Linked DNA regions of Zea mays: region 2 is linked to region 1. Evidence: chromatin contacts called from public Hi-C data. All regions are on one chromosome and are shown on one strand. Each heading gives the region's core, a stretch centred on a gene start, on an enhancer-like site or on the middle of the called end of the contact. The rest is flanking DNA. Distances are from core to core; before and after follow the strand shown.

Region 1 (7,537 bases), core at 1,799-4,298:
TCCTAGTGTTTCCGGTTATAAATACTATCTCGTCATTCTTGATGACTGCTCCCACTACTTGTGGACATTCCCCCTACGCCTCAAATCCGACACGTTTCCCACCATTGCCCACTTCTTCTCCTTTGTCGCCACGCAATTTGGCACTACCATTAAAAACCTCCAATGTGACAACGGTCGTGAGTTCGACAATTCCCACACTCGAACCTTCCTTCTTTCACATGGTGTCCACCTTCGGATGTCGTGTCCCTACACCTCCCAACAAAATGGTCGCGCCGAACGTGTCCTACGCACCGTCAACAACATAGTCCGTTCCTTACTCTTTCAAGCCAACCTCCCTCCTTCCTTTTGGGTTGAGGCTCTACACACCACCACCTATCTTCTCAACCTTCATCCCACTAGCAAGGGCTTGAGGAGCGACGATGAGCAAACAAACAGCTATGTAGCGACTATGAGGCTGATCATCCAATCCCTAAAACCAAACGAGAAACTAGGATAGATTTATTTTCTCCAGTAACGTATCTATTCCCATACCTATATTCAATTTTTACTCTGCGAACAGTGCAGTCTGCAGCGCAGAAGAGAGCAAAAACAATATTTTAGATAAACTATGGATAAACTGCTGGACAAGAAAACAATTACACTGCCCCAAGACTGCAATTTATACCGTTCCTTACGGTTTTCCGATTTCCACATGAACAACAGCAATGCAGCTATACAAGACTACAAGAGCAACAGATTACCTAATAACAAAGCTAAAAACAACTAAGCGCCAGCCGCCAGATAGCAAACCGATCACACGCAGATGCCTACGTCACGTACTCCGTGTTTGCTTTCAAGCAAGCATGTCTGTACTGTACAGTGTACACGGACACATTCATACATGGTTGCTTGCTTGGAAGCAACCGCTGTACCTGTCTCTATGCAGCTAGCTGCTGCTGGTGCTGCTGCTACCGTCGTCGTCTTCTGACAAGCAGCACCTGTGCAGACTTGTACTGGCGGCTGGAGGAGGAGGACCCTCCAGCTCCAGGTACAGCATCTCGGCCCGGAGGACCGTGCAGTAGTGGCCGAACGTCTCCGGCGACACGTTGAGGTCGAACCCGACGGCGAAGAGGAAGTCCACCTCCAGGTAGTTCATCTCCGACAGGCTGATGCCGCCGACCCTGGCGAAGTAGGCGTTGTTGTAGCATCTGCAAGGTAACGCGTAGCCGTCAGCACAGAGGTTTGTCTCAGAATTTCAGAAATCAGGCTAGTGCCTGCCAGCAGTGGGAACACATGCACGCACGCCAAACCATATGTGCCAACAAACAGCTGCATCACCAAACCAATTCTTTTTGGATTGTCAAATGGTCACTTGAGTATTCGTTTGAGAGAAGAGAAGATGTCCACTCCAGTGGACAACTGGGCAATTTGTCAGTGAAAAAGACAGTAGGGTTCAGTCCAGATATGGTGCTCTTGGCTGTAGAGGAAGCATCAGCAGGGGGCCAAGTTGCCCCCCAGTCTATAATTCTATCACAACTTGGGCCATGGATTAAATTCCAAAGGAGGGAAAGATCATGGCAGGGACAAAGAGGGTGAGGAACTTTATCCTATGTTTTTGGATCCCCAGTGCATGCGTGTGGCTGTATGGAAACTTTTTTTTATTGGACAAGCACAATTTCCCCCAGATATTATAGCCCCCCAAATGGCCAACTCAACCACAAGAGAAGATAACGAGATTATAACTGGTGTACAGCAGTACAGGTACAATACACATAATACTTGCAGCAATTTTCAATGGTAGGTATAATGGAACCGTTTCTCAGCTGTAACGTGTGGTCTTGTCTTGTCTTGTGATATGGTTGCTGCGTTTTTCAATTGCCAGTGCATACAGTTTAGGTACAACAAGTACCTGTTAGAATTTAGGCAGCAAGTTGGTGAGCTCTGTTCCTTTAAGAACTTGCTCTGCTTATGCATCCTACGCGACTCTGGATTTCAGAAGAATTTGATTGGTATTTTATCTTATATCAGGAGGCTCCTATATCCAAAATACCACAATTCACCAAGCTTGTTTATATCAGATGGCTATATAGAAGTCATCAGTGCTCACTATTCAGTTATACCATTAACACCAATTCCAATAGTGGAATAGAAAATGTAAGCACATACCTTTAATACTTATAATTCTGAAGTAATACATGCTGTATTGCAAAAGGAAAGCAAATACGATACTTCTGCAAACATGATTGATCCCCAAATCAGCAACTGGTCAGGTAAAGTAGTGGTCAAATTTGTCACAAAAGAACATGACTCGTATGAGATCAAGCTATCTCGCCACGTTGCGTGTATTCCTAAGTACTTTGTCTCTGAATTTCTCTCGTAGTCTATCCAACGAATGGCTCCTGAACTTTTACATTTGATCTCGTTGATAAAAACTGTTGCTGTAGGGTGAGAGAATTAAGGTCAGGAACAACAAACTAAACGCAATAACGCCCAGAAATGAATGATTCGATTGCGCGCGCGTGGAACGATCGTACTAGCAATTGAAACTGCGCCAAGGGCGATCAGGCGTGAAGCAGGCACACTCACACGTCATCCATGAACTTGACGGCCGCGAGCACGGCGGTGATGAGGAGGCGGTGCACGGTGTACGAGTCCACGGCGGGCGCGCTGCGGGCGCGGCGCAGGAGGCGGTCGAGGTAGACGTACGCCACGACGTAGCAAGCCGGGCTGCACCCTGCGAACCGCGCGATGCGCGCCATGTACGAGCGCACCGAGATGTCGGGCCTCGCCGTCGCCCGGAACGCCGACGGCGGCGCCGCGGACTCGGTCCCGGCGGCGAGCTCATCGGCCACCGCGTCGTTGCGCTCCACGACACGTTCCAGGAGCGCGGAGAGGACGCCCACCACCCGCGGCGCGTCTGCTAGGTGGTCCTCCTCATCACCGGCCATGACCGCTTCTTGCCGTCATGGGCTCGTGGCCAGGTTCTCGAGCTCTTGTGGATGGAGACTTGGGTTGGCTGGAGGGGTGGACTGGACCTAATGTTGGCGAGCCGAAGAGGTCGTTGTTGTATAAATTGGAGGGAAGATTGTTAAAGAAAAACTGTGTGGATATTCAGGATATACAAACAAACAAAAAAAAAAGCTTGCGGCGATTGTAGTTGAATTATGTATTGAGCATTTCCGTGTCGAAAGAAAGCGGTACTGGCGTACTGCAGTAGAAGAGTCGGTGTCAAAGGTTGGCGACCTCATTTCAATTCTCCATGTAATGCTATTTCAGCCATACTTCTAAACAGGAATCTTACAGTTTTGGGAGCTCTCATTGTACAGCAAGACAGACACAAATGTTGGCAATGGCAAGTCACTTATACTACGCCCTTTTTGAGATTTTTTTAGTCCATGTCCTCCAAAAAAGAGTCAATTATGTACCTTTATGTTATGGACTTTCTCTTCTTTTGTTATTTTTTGGTCGCTTTCATTTTTCAGAAAGGAATATCATTTGCACATCTTACATGATTGGCGCCCTGCGGCTGGTTGTGGATTGGTTTGTTAATAGCTTGGTGAGGGTAAAGAGACCAAAACTATTTCTTTACTGTCTGAGTTGCACGCTCAGTTGGTTTTACTTGGAGGGGTGTCACAGCCGTGTCAGGATGGTGAGATTTGATGTGACTATGTGAGTGATGCTCCTCCATGAGTGCCAAAATGGACAAGTTGACATGGATCAAATATCCAGCTGTGGGAACCAGAGGGAGTGTGTACCCCCAAAAAAAAGGCCTTTTTTTCATATGATCGAGGTCCGGTCAGTTAAACTTAAAAGTGTCCCTTCATAATTCCTTGTTTTTTTTTGTTTTTTAAAAATTTCTTCCATGCTTGTTCTTTAAGGGAAAAAACATTTAACAATGTGTAATAAGGTGAGCGTGTCAATCACATGCCCGCATTTCTCTTTCTCTGCACAAATTGTTTACAAATGCAAGTGGCGATCACGTCTGAGTAAGGTCAAACACTGGAACCACCAATTGGACGGCACCTTAGCGCATCACAGCATGGCTAGGTTTATATATATGAAAACCATCGGTATTTCGCTTTTAATTACTGCAGACGCCTTTAATTTCTAATGTGGCTACTAGATGCCGACGATTCGAAGAAAACTATCCCAGTACCAAACTACCAATACATGCACAGTGGTCACACACGTCTAGTATTAATAAACACTGGTGCTAGTTTGCTTGCACATGTTGTATCCGTTTTATACGTTAGCTTTGATGCCAACTACTCCTACTACTATTACTACTGAAGATTAGATGGATAGAGAGTTCAGATCATGTCCTGATGTCCTTGTCTGTATTATTGTCCAGGACACAGGTTATCAGTTGGCTCAACTTGTGTGTAATTTTGCAACAAGAACTGCAACTTTACTCAAGGGGACGTATGGACAAGCACAAAGCGAGTGACTTGATCCTGTTTCTTATCATGTGTCGCCACTGTTCCTGCTCGTTTATCAGCTATCTCTGAACTCTGATGGAATCTGGCCATTTACATGTTGCACCTTAATATTAATTCAGATGCAGCAGACGCGCGCATCGCACCAGGTGACTGGCTGCCAACTACCCTTGTGCGCTGTGAACAATCTGCTGAAGAATAATAAAGCTGCCTTTTTGAAGGATAGAGATTGCTCAGCAAAGCAGCACCACCTGCTAGAGCGAATTCCAGGTGGTCCTCCTGTCCTGAGACTTTTGTGACAAATTCGGCTACCATTATCCAGATAGCAAGTTGTACAGAACATAGACGTAGCAATCATACACAGGAAGGAGGCTAGAGCTACACATGATATGTAAACTATGCGCGATGAAGTTCACAAGCCGTAGGTAAGAAGAGTAGGTGTGAAGCAAAGCGCCGGAGTAAAACTTGAAGTAGCGTCAAGTCAACGAGCGACAACATGTGAGCATTGAAGTACCCCATTCAATCCCAAGAACGAGAAGTGGCCGCGAGGAGAAAAACTCGGCAGCACGAACGTTTGGCAAATTAAAGGAGCAGGCGAGCAGCACCTTCTCATCGCGGACATTCAGGGACTGGAGGTAGGTGACTGTAGTTGCAATGGTAGAACATCAAAATGTTGGTACATAAGGCCCACTCCCAGTCACTCTCAGTAGCTGTCAGTGTGTAGGCCTGGGACTAGTTTCCTCAGTTGCTCAAGACTTGTGTAGATCCATCCAGCACATGAAGGGGGTGTTTGTTTAAGGAATCACTACATCCAACTTGAGGTGGTGCATCATGGGTTCATTCCTCAAATTTGTTGGGATGATCTCATTCCTCGTATTAGTACTAACTAACTAACTATGAGGAATGAGGTGGTGATGGATCAACTTATTCCATTTCACAAACCAAACAAAAATAGTGAAGAGTGAGAAGATGATGGACTAGTTCATTCCTCAAACCAAACACCCTAGAAGATGATCTCACAGGTCCGGGAAATACACTATGCAAGCAGCGCAAGATCTGTTAGTTAGAAAACTTGGCGACCTCACACCCTCCTCAGAGTCTGCGTGAGACTTAGGGTGTGTTTGGTTGATAAGTGTGGGAGAATAGAGTGGCTCCATTCTATTTTTTGGATGTTTATTTTCTAATAAAATAAGAGCGGAGTGGCTCCTTGATCTCCATATGAAAAACTATTATAAATAGTTGGAACGTTCTCGCTCCACAAAAACGATCGAATGCGAGACGCGAGCGCTCTCCCCCCTCTCCTCCCCTCTACACTCATACGGTTGTAAAGCCCAAAATTGGTAGAAGAAAAATAAAACAAAATAAATAAACAAATATATTTATGATAGTGTTTTGAGAATTCTTGAAACTTTGAGAAATTTATTAGGACCCTTCCTTTTCATAATCAATTAATGATATTAAAATAGTCATGTAACCAATAAATGAATAAATGAATTGGCATCTTATACTTATGAATTTGTGGTGATATATTTTATTGAAATAAGGAATCATAATTTAAATTTGACCTCAAATTATAAATTAAAATATAAAATGAGAAAAGAAACTTGTAATAAAATCGTTTATTACATCTAGAATTAAATAATCAGAAGAAGAATAAATAATAGCATTGAAAATAGTAGGATCTATATTCACATTAGCATTATGTTTGAGAATGGAAATATGAAATTTAAAACAGAAAATTGAAACAAGTTTGAATTTGAAATAGGAATTTGAAAATGTGAAAGAAAAGAAGAAAAAGAAAAGAACAAACTGACGCCTAGGCCAAATCCTCCTCGTCTCGGCCCAACCTGTCCCTCACCCACGTGGCCCGTGAGTGCCCCGCTAGCCCAATCGCATCCCGCACACACACTGTCACCAACACGTGGGCCCAGCCGCATTTTCTTCCCCCCTCACCGCTAGATGGGCCCCTCTAGGGAGTCTCCATCGTTGGGCACGGTGGCTGGCTTGGACTAATGACGTTTGGGGCCCGTTTGTCATCACTTACCTCACGTGTTCGTCGCGGATCTTAACAAACCTGTACCGGCCTTACGAATCCGCCGGTGGTGGGGGCTGGTTGAGATCCTTCCGGGCGCATTGCCACCGCCCAGTCTCGTTTTCTCCCCGGCCCTATAAAGAGCATGGTCCGCGACCCCTGGATCCCCGCAATACTAGGAAGCCATTGTCGGAGAGAGAGAGGTGAGGAACAGAGAGGTTGCCGCCAGCCGCCGTAGCTCCATTTGCGGTCGGTGATCCTTTACCGAAGTTCACCATGCTATTGTAATTGCGTAACATTAAATCGTCGTAGTGATTAGCTCGCTAGCCCGCGGCAATTGCTCACCGGACATAAGGAAGCGTCGCGGAGCCACCTTCTCCGTGGACCACCTTCTATTCGTCATCCCTACCTCCGGTGAGTCCTCAGAAATCATTGCCACGTCCGCTGGATCGCATAGCACCTATCCTATTCGAGTATTGCGCGTCGGGGCACCATATCGCCACTCACCGGCGAAATCGCCATCGCCGAAGTGGGCGGCACCGCCACCTGGACCCTCGGGTTGGGGTGGGTAGCCGCAGACGGTTGGATCGATCATCAACGGTTGAGATCATGTCTTGCGTATCGATTTGGCTGGATTTCATCTGTGCCGTTGAATTGGGATCGACCGGTTCGGGTCTGATCTTAGTTATTTTAAGCGTAGGTCGTTGATCTCCGATCTTGCGGTCAGGAACGCGTACCGGTTCACTCAAGGCTGCGATTTAATCCGCGTCCGGAGCACATCGAGCGTCTAGGAATAAACTATACCCCTTCGGCCGTCCTGATTTACAAAAGAAACCCCAGGGGCTTAGTAAATCAACCCGCTATCCCATAGTTGTAGGAAAGTGTTACATCAGGGTCCCTGGTATTAGGCTGTCTCCAGCAACGTCTGTGGGGGACAGATATCCCTCGGGTCCACTGGAAGGATAAAAGACCTCACGAAAGGCCCAAGGGCCCAATAAATCGTAAGGTCGTCCCTTCATGGGCCTAGGGAAGAACGACCAGTGAAGCAGATCGACATAAGGCCGGATCGGTACGAGCCCGGACGGCCCAA
Region 2 (7,514 bases), core at 1,283-3,782, 150 kb after region 1:
GCTACTGTCGGGGACCATAATTAGGGGTACCCTCAAGACTCCTAATTCTCAGCTGGTAACCCCCATCAGCATAAAGCTGCTAAGGCCTGATGGGTGCGATTAAGTCAGGGATCAGTCCATTCGAGCGACTCGATCACGCCTCGCCCGAGCCTAGCCTCGGACAAGGGCAGCCGACCCCGGAGGATTTCCGTCTCGCCCGAGGCCCCCCTCCGACGGCGAACATATTTCCGGCTCGCCCGAGGCCCTGCCTTCGCTAAGAAGCAACCCTGACAAAATCGCCGCATCGACCGACCAAATCGCAGGAGCATTTAATGCAAAGGTGGCCTGACACCTTTATCCTGACCCCCCCCCCCCCGGCAGAGCCGAAGTGACCGCCGTCACTTCGCCGCTCCACTGACCGACCTGACAGAAGGACAGCGCCGCCTGCGCCACACCGACTGCGGTGCCACTTGACAGAGTGAGGCTGACAGGCAGTCAGGCCCTGCCGAAGGCACCACAGGAAACTACGCTCTGCCCGACCCAGGGCTCGGACTCGGGCTAAGTCCCGGAAGACGGCGAACTCCGCTCCGCCCGACCCAGGGCTCGGACTCGGGCTAAGTCCCGGAAGACGGCGAACTCCGCTCCGCCCGACCCAGGGCTCGGACTCGGGCTAAGTCCCGGAAGACGGCGAACTCCGCTCCGCCCGACCCAGGGCTCGGACTCGGGCTAAGTCCCGGAAGACGGCGAACTCCGCTCCGCCCGACCCAGGGCTCAGACTTAGGCTAAGTCGCGGAAGACGCCGAACTCCGCTCCGCCCGACCTAGGGCTCGGACTCGGGCTAAGTCCCAGAAGACGACGAACTCCGCTTCGCCCGACCCCAGGGCTCGGACTCCGCCCTGGCTTCAGCCGACGACCTCCGCCTCGCCCGACCCAGGGGTCGGACTCGGCCTCGGCCACGGAAGACAGACTCGACCTCGGCTTCGGAGGAGCCTCCACATCGCCCAACCTAGGGCGCAGGCCAGTCACGTCAACAGGAGGCGCCATCATCACCCTACCCCGAGCTGACTCGGGCCGCAGGGAACAAGACCGACGTCCCATCTGGCTAGCTCCGCCAGATAGGCAATGATGGCGCCCCGCATACTCTGTGACGACGGCGGCTCTCAGCCCCCTTATGGAAGCAAGAGGACGTCAGCAAAGACCCAACCGCTCCGACAGCTGTCACTCCGCCAGGCTCCATCGCTCCTCCGACGGCCACGACATCACACCAGCTGGGTGCCAAAATCTCTCCGGCTGCCACAACGGCATGTACTTAGGGCGCTAGCTCTCCTCCACTAGACACGTAGCACTCTGCTACACCCCCATTGTACACCTGGATCCTCTCCTTACGCCTATAAAAGGAAGGACCAGGGCCCTCTTAGAGAGGGTTGGCCGCGCGGGGACGAGGACGAGACAGGCGCTCGCTTGGAGCCGCTCGCTTCCCTCTCCCGCGTGGACGCTTGTAACCCCCTACTGCAAGCGCACCCGACCTGGGCGCGGGACGAACACGAAGGCCGCGGGATTCCCACCTCTCTCACGCCGGTCTCCGGCCGCCTCGCTCTCCCCTCTTCGCGCTCGCCCTCGCGCTTGACCTATCTGGGCTGGGGCACGCGGCGACACTCACTCGTCGGCCCAGGGACCCCCCGGTCTCGAAACGCCGACAGTTTTCTTCCTTCCTCATTCTTGTTCCAAAGTGACTTGTAATCAAAGCAAGAGAGACACCTAAGTGTGTGGTGGTCCTTGCGGGGTCTAAGTGACCCGTTTGATTAAGGAGAAAGCCCACTCGGTCTAAGTGACCGTTTGAGAGAGGGAAAGGGTTGAAAGAGACCCGGTCTTTGTGACCACCTCAACGGGGATTAGATTCTTTGGAACCGAACCTCGGTAAAACAAATCACCGTGTTCATTCGCTTGATTTCCATTTGATTTGTTTTTCCCCTCTCTCCCGGACTTGATTTAAGTTCTAACGCTAACCTCGGCTTGTAGTGTGTGGTTAAAGTTGTAAATTTCAGATTACGCATATTCACCCTCCTCTAGACGACTTTCAGTAAGTCATGGACTTTATTTGAGTGTAATATTTGGATTTTATGTGGTTCAAATATATGGGCCGAGTTTAGGCTGGACTTGGACCGAGCTAGACTGAGCCACGGTTTCTATTCTTTAGACTAGCATGACACGGTCCAAAAAAATCTTGGGCCTTTTTGATCCAAATCCGTTTGGTTCGAAACAAGATAGGCCTGGACCAGACCAGTCCAATTCACAGCACTAGTTTGCACGTACACATAACTTGGACGCGCGCTCGCTCCGAATTACTATGTACTACTGAGCCAGAATGATGGTGTGCTACGACGCCCACAAGTAGTAATCAAAGCGGCATCGAGCGGCTGATGAAGATGAAGCCAGTAGCCACCGATAGTTCTAAAAAAAAAAACCAGTAGCCACCGACCAAATGAATGATGGTGGGCAGGCACCCAAGGCCACAAGGGGCCAGCGCGAGTGGCAGTAAGTAGTTAGCCGGTAGCCCCGCCCTGGGTCCCCATCCTTTGACCCTGCCACTGCCACTGCCAAGGAGGATGAGAGCTAATAAATGGAGTTTCCCTCGGCTCAAAAAGGTTGGAGGAGAGCTACTTACTGTTAATGCTGCTTTGCCTTTTCGGCTGCCCCATGAGCTCTGCAGTGACCTCTCCCTGTCCTAACCACCTCTAGTCACTATTCTAGCCGACGACCTCCATTACGACGAGCCTAGGCGGAGGCAGGCGACGACACGGCTGCTACCGTCCACCGGCGCTTTGAGTGGCTAGCTAGTTATATAGTCCTGGAAACCTGAGCATGGTACTGGAACTGTATTCTGGTACATGTTTGGTTTCGGTCATTAGACGGGGACGCTTCAATAACTCGACCAAATTGTTGGTGATGTTCTTAGCTTTAATCCGAGCGGTTTCTACCATTTATACAATGTTTTGTCTCTATTGCAGCTATAATAGTTCGAATAGCTAGCTTTAAGAGGTGTTTAAATGCGCTAGAGCTAATAGTTAGTGACTAAAATTAGTTAAGACATCCAAACAACCTAGCTAATACTTCAGCTATTAGCTATTTTTTATAAATTAGTTAATAATTAGATAGTTATTGTTAGCTAGCTAATTTCAATAATAATTTTTAGTTAACTAACTATTAGTTCTAGTGCATTCAAACAGCCCCTAATATTAAACTCTGGGAGCTTTTCCTGCACGCACACGGTGTCGGCCACCCTGCCACCGGCGTCACGCCGTTCCTCGTCGGCTGACTGGACAAGGGTGGCATCACTGGTTCCCTCACATCCTTGGTCTCAAAAGATAGAATGCGGCCAGCCTGCCACCGAACCGAATACGACTCGCAAAGCAGGGCCACAGCAGATAGAAAACAAATATATTATCTTTGAATGGAGCAAGTATGCGTCTCCAGCACGACTGTATGCCTGCTGCCGATAAATAAAGTCTAGAAGCTCTTGTTATATAAGATGGAGTATGAAAGTTGCCTCAAAAGGGAAAAAAATATATCGACCAACTTGTAAATACAAGGTTGCTAATTGCTATGATTCCCCCCACCCCCCGTGTGCTTTCTGTCTTTCTTCCGGCTCTAAAATGTTACACAAATTTGCACCTGAAAATGGCAGTGTTCCTTAAAGCTGTGGTTTCGAAGCCGTGGGATCTAGGGGAGGAGGGGCCCCATTCTAGATTTGCAGGTAAGGTAGCTTCATGGCAAGACCCAGAGATGTATACCATATATGTGTCACGCGGACTGACTCAAACACATCTTCACTGCTGGCAGTTAGTGGTCCTGCCACAGGAATCTGGGTGTCCGGTGTCCCCATGCCCTCAAGGACAACCGGGCCAACTCAGTGAAAGAATGTCAGGGTCTCTCGTATTCCCATGTGCAAACACCTTGGGTTCTTTCACCTGCACCAAAACGTGCAAACAAGGAGACAGTAAATTCTTGACGGAATACGGGATACAATGGTTGCTGGCACCATGGCTGTTGCAGGATCCTGAATCCGCATACTCTGTTTGATGGGCTATAGTTACCATACCAGAGAGAGCGGGGGGATTTGGGGCGTAAGTTTTACTCTGGAGAATCCATCCACAGCGAACAGGCACTGGTAGCCACCGATGGAGCGGTGCTCACTGTTTCACATGTCCGGGAATAAGAGATTGACAGCACGAAAGCGTCACGATGTCAAATTCATCAAATATTATCAAATGAACAAAAAGTTGCTCCGAGCATTTAAAAACTTGTTAGGTATCCAAAATGATTGCATGGTCCATTTAAACAAGCTAATAAAACTCACTTCAGTAGATAGGTGAAATTCCTTTTCTCAAATTCTTCGATGGGAATTTCTTCCTCCTTGGAGTATCTGGCAGGGAACAAAACGTTATGCGAAAATAAAATCGCGAGAAATTTAGATGTAAAGTGATGGAACCTCAGAAATGGTTGTATAAAGATTTAAGATCAAAATAATGCACAGAAAATAAGCAACAGACGCAGACGCATCATCAAGTCACCCAATCAATTCAACAATGATGAATAGAAAACCAGTTCGAAAGTAAGCATTTGTGGAGGAAAACTATAGCGCACCCAGGATGAAGCGTGCCCTGGACATCCAGGCCATTACCCTGTATTATTTTGATGGAGAGAAATTTGATGGGGTTATTCATCCATTCACAGATTCTTGATGGCTTCCGGCTGTATCGGGATGGCAGGGGAGGTCGCTGGTGCAACGGTGGTGGCGGGTGGTGGATGGAACGGTGAGGCAACAGAGGTGCCAGTGCTACCCACCGTGGCAGTGGTGGACTGCGGTTGGACAGGGATGGAAGTGGGGGAGTCTGTGCTCACAATGGTTAGAGCTGGTCGTGGTGGAGAGCGGCACCTCTGGCGACGCTGATGCTGCCGGATCCAGGAGGGGCAGTAGAGAAGGCGGGGGAACACATCAAGAGGAAGGCGGCTTGCATGCGGGGGTCGAGACTCAAGACGGAGGAGGTAAGGCTGTCCGCAGCAGATCGTGTAAAATAGGGGATTTGCAGTGTAGATTATACTATTTGCAGAGTGAAGTTTAAAATATGGGATGTGATAGGAGATGAGATAGGAATATAGGTGTTGCAGATGCATTTGTGGGGCAGACCTACACTAGGAGGCAGCAGAGGGAGAGCCGGATCCAGACCCGGGGCAGTGAAGCCAGCAGCGACTCTAGCAGATAATTCTTAAGCTCCAGCATATAAGGATTAGCTAAATAATAGCTGGTTTGTTAGCTAGATAATAGCAGGGAGTTGTTAGCTAAATAATAGCAGGGAGTTGTTAAGCAAGTTTATCTCTTATCAGTTGGTGCCGACCCTGGTCTATAAAGGGGAAGCAGTAGCGTGTAACTAGGCATCGAAGGAAATACAATCTCCCTGTGGGGCGATTACCTTGGTCACCCTGGCCGACGGTGATCTTGCTCCTGCTTCTTCCTCCCACTCTTCTCCACCATACGCACTCAGGTCCCTGTCCCAGGCTGCGCTGCTCCTCTATTCGCCCTTACGCACTCCTAGAAGGCCCAGGCGTATCAATTTGGCACCGGAGCCGATCGACGCCTCGACAAAAATGTCCGGCATCGAGAACGATCAGGGGGACACCATGGCGATACACGAGAAGCTGGATCGCCTCCTAGCACAGGTGACCACAATGAACAAGAGGATGGATACCCATGACCAGCATCTAGCGCAGGTCGAGGGTACCATCGCAGAGCCCACCGACGCTGATTTTCCGCCCAATGCGGACGCTGAATCAGGCACTTTCAGCGGCTGGAACGACAGGAACCGTGGCGGAAGCCGTGGCGGTGGCGGACACACTCAGCAGCAGGACAGCGGATATAGGCGGCCGAACGTTAGCTTGCCAAACTATGATGGGGAGTCTGACCCCCTTACATGGCTGAACAAGTGTGCCACGTACTTCCGTGGCATGCGCACGCCGACGGAAGAAAGGGTGAGGATGGCCTCCTTGCACTTAGAGGGAGTGGCGGCGGAATGGTTCTACGCACTGGAACGCGACAACAGCGTCATTTCATGGGCGCAATTCGTCGACTTCACCAACCTGAGATTCGGCCCGCCAATTCGCTCCAACCCTATGGCCGAATTAAAGGACCTCTACCGCACCGGCACTGTTGAGGAATACCAGCGGCAGTTCTCACTTCTTCTCTGCCGATGCAACGACCTTACTGCCATGCAGCAGGTCAACATGTTCACAGCCGGTCTTGGGGAACCCCTGCGCACAGATGTTGAACTACAAGCTCCTGGAAATTTGCAGCGCGCCATGAACCTGGCAAGGGCCTATGAGAGAAGGGAACTGGAAGCAGGAAAAAGGGGAGGATACAAAGTTGCTGGGAAGAGTTTGGTATTCAAGGAAGCCAGCAACAGCGCACCATCTAAGGTAGCTGCTGCACCCCGGCCTCGATTCAAACGGCTATCACCGGAAGAACTAGCAGCGAAGCATGCAAAAGGGGAATGCTATCACTGCACAGAGAAGTACTCAGTGGACCACAAATGTGTTGCTCGAGGGGTTTTCTTGCTGGAATTAGAAGATGACACTGGAGAGGAGGAGACAGTGGCCGAGCTGGGCATATCACTGCACGCCCTGACAGGAATTGATGTGGGGGAGACTATGAAGCTTACAGTTCTAATCAAAGGAGTACCACTCACAGCCCTGGTAGACACCGGTTCCACACACACATTCATCACAGAAGCAAAGGTGTCTGAGCTGCAGCTTCCATTGGAAAGGCGCCAAGGAGCAGTACGGGTTGCCAATGGAGACAAGATCACCAGCCCAAGGTTCTGCACAGGATTATCCGTACAAATTGCTGAAGAGCGGTTTGCCCTGACTTGCTATGCTCTACCACTAGAAGGCTTTGATGTGGTGTTGGGAGTCCAGTGGCTACGTTCCTTAGGCCCAATCCTATGGGACTTCGAACGTCTATCAATGACGTTCTGGAAACAAGGACGCAAGGTGTGCTGGACAGGGATGGGTAGCTCAAAACCCCGCTGTTGTGTAGTTTCGGAGGGCAAGGAATTATTGGAGAACTTGCTGCAATCATACGGAGATCTGTTTGAAGAACCTCGTGGCCTACCACCAGTCCGGCGCCATGATCACCACATCAGACTACTACCCGGCACATCGCCAATAGCGGTGCGGCCATACCGCTACCCCCAGCTCTTAAAGGATGAGATCGAGAAGCAATGTGAGGACATGCTGCAGCAAGGAATTATAAGGGAATGCACATCCGCATTCTCTTCCCCAGTGCTTCTAGTGAAGAAATCAGATGGAACATGGCGATTTTGTGTGGACTACCGGGAGCTCAATGGGAAGACTGTGAAGGACCGTTACCCCATACCAGTAGTGGACGAGTTGCTAGATGAGCTCCAAGGTTCCAGATTCTTCACCAAGCTGGACCTTCGGAGTGGGTACCACCAGGTGAGAATGCACTCCGAAGATGTTGA

The links. A called contact is a pair of places that touch in the nucleus more often than the background predicts.
Region 2: a contact with region 1 is called in a Hi-C map of leaf, with 6 times the contacts expected there. The contact joins the enhancer-like site here to the promoter of LOC103646129 in region 1. A contact is called at or near these places in 2 of 25 Hi-C or Micro-C datasets (both in leaf).

The regions. Positions count from the first base shown.
Region 1 is chr2:22,776,181-22,783,717 of Zm-B73-REFERENCE-NAM-5.0, forward strand. It overlaps LOC103646129 (cyclin-P4-1), which reads right to left and starts at 3,049. Exons shown (of 2, transcript XM_008670848.3): 1 at 2,566-3,049; 2 at 621-1,187. The coding sequence starts at 2,927. The coding sequence ends at 926.
Region 2 is chr2:22,924,014-22,931,527 of Zm-B73-REFERENCE-NAM-5.0, forward strand. LOC100282442 (dolichyl-P-Man Man) reads right to left here. Exons shown (of 19, transcript NR_182129.1): 17 at 4,337-4,402; 18 at 4,079-4,172; 19 at 3,404-3,947. Among protein-coding and RNA genes, the nearest start is that of LOC100282442, 13 kb to the right of the region's middle. Within about 2 kb of position 2,533, at least 19 of the 20 cell types and tissues checked have an H3K27ac peak or open chromatin away from gene starts, as enhancers often do. A contact at or near this core is called in leaf, where this site is marked.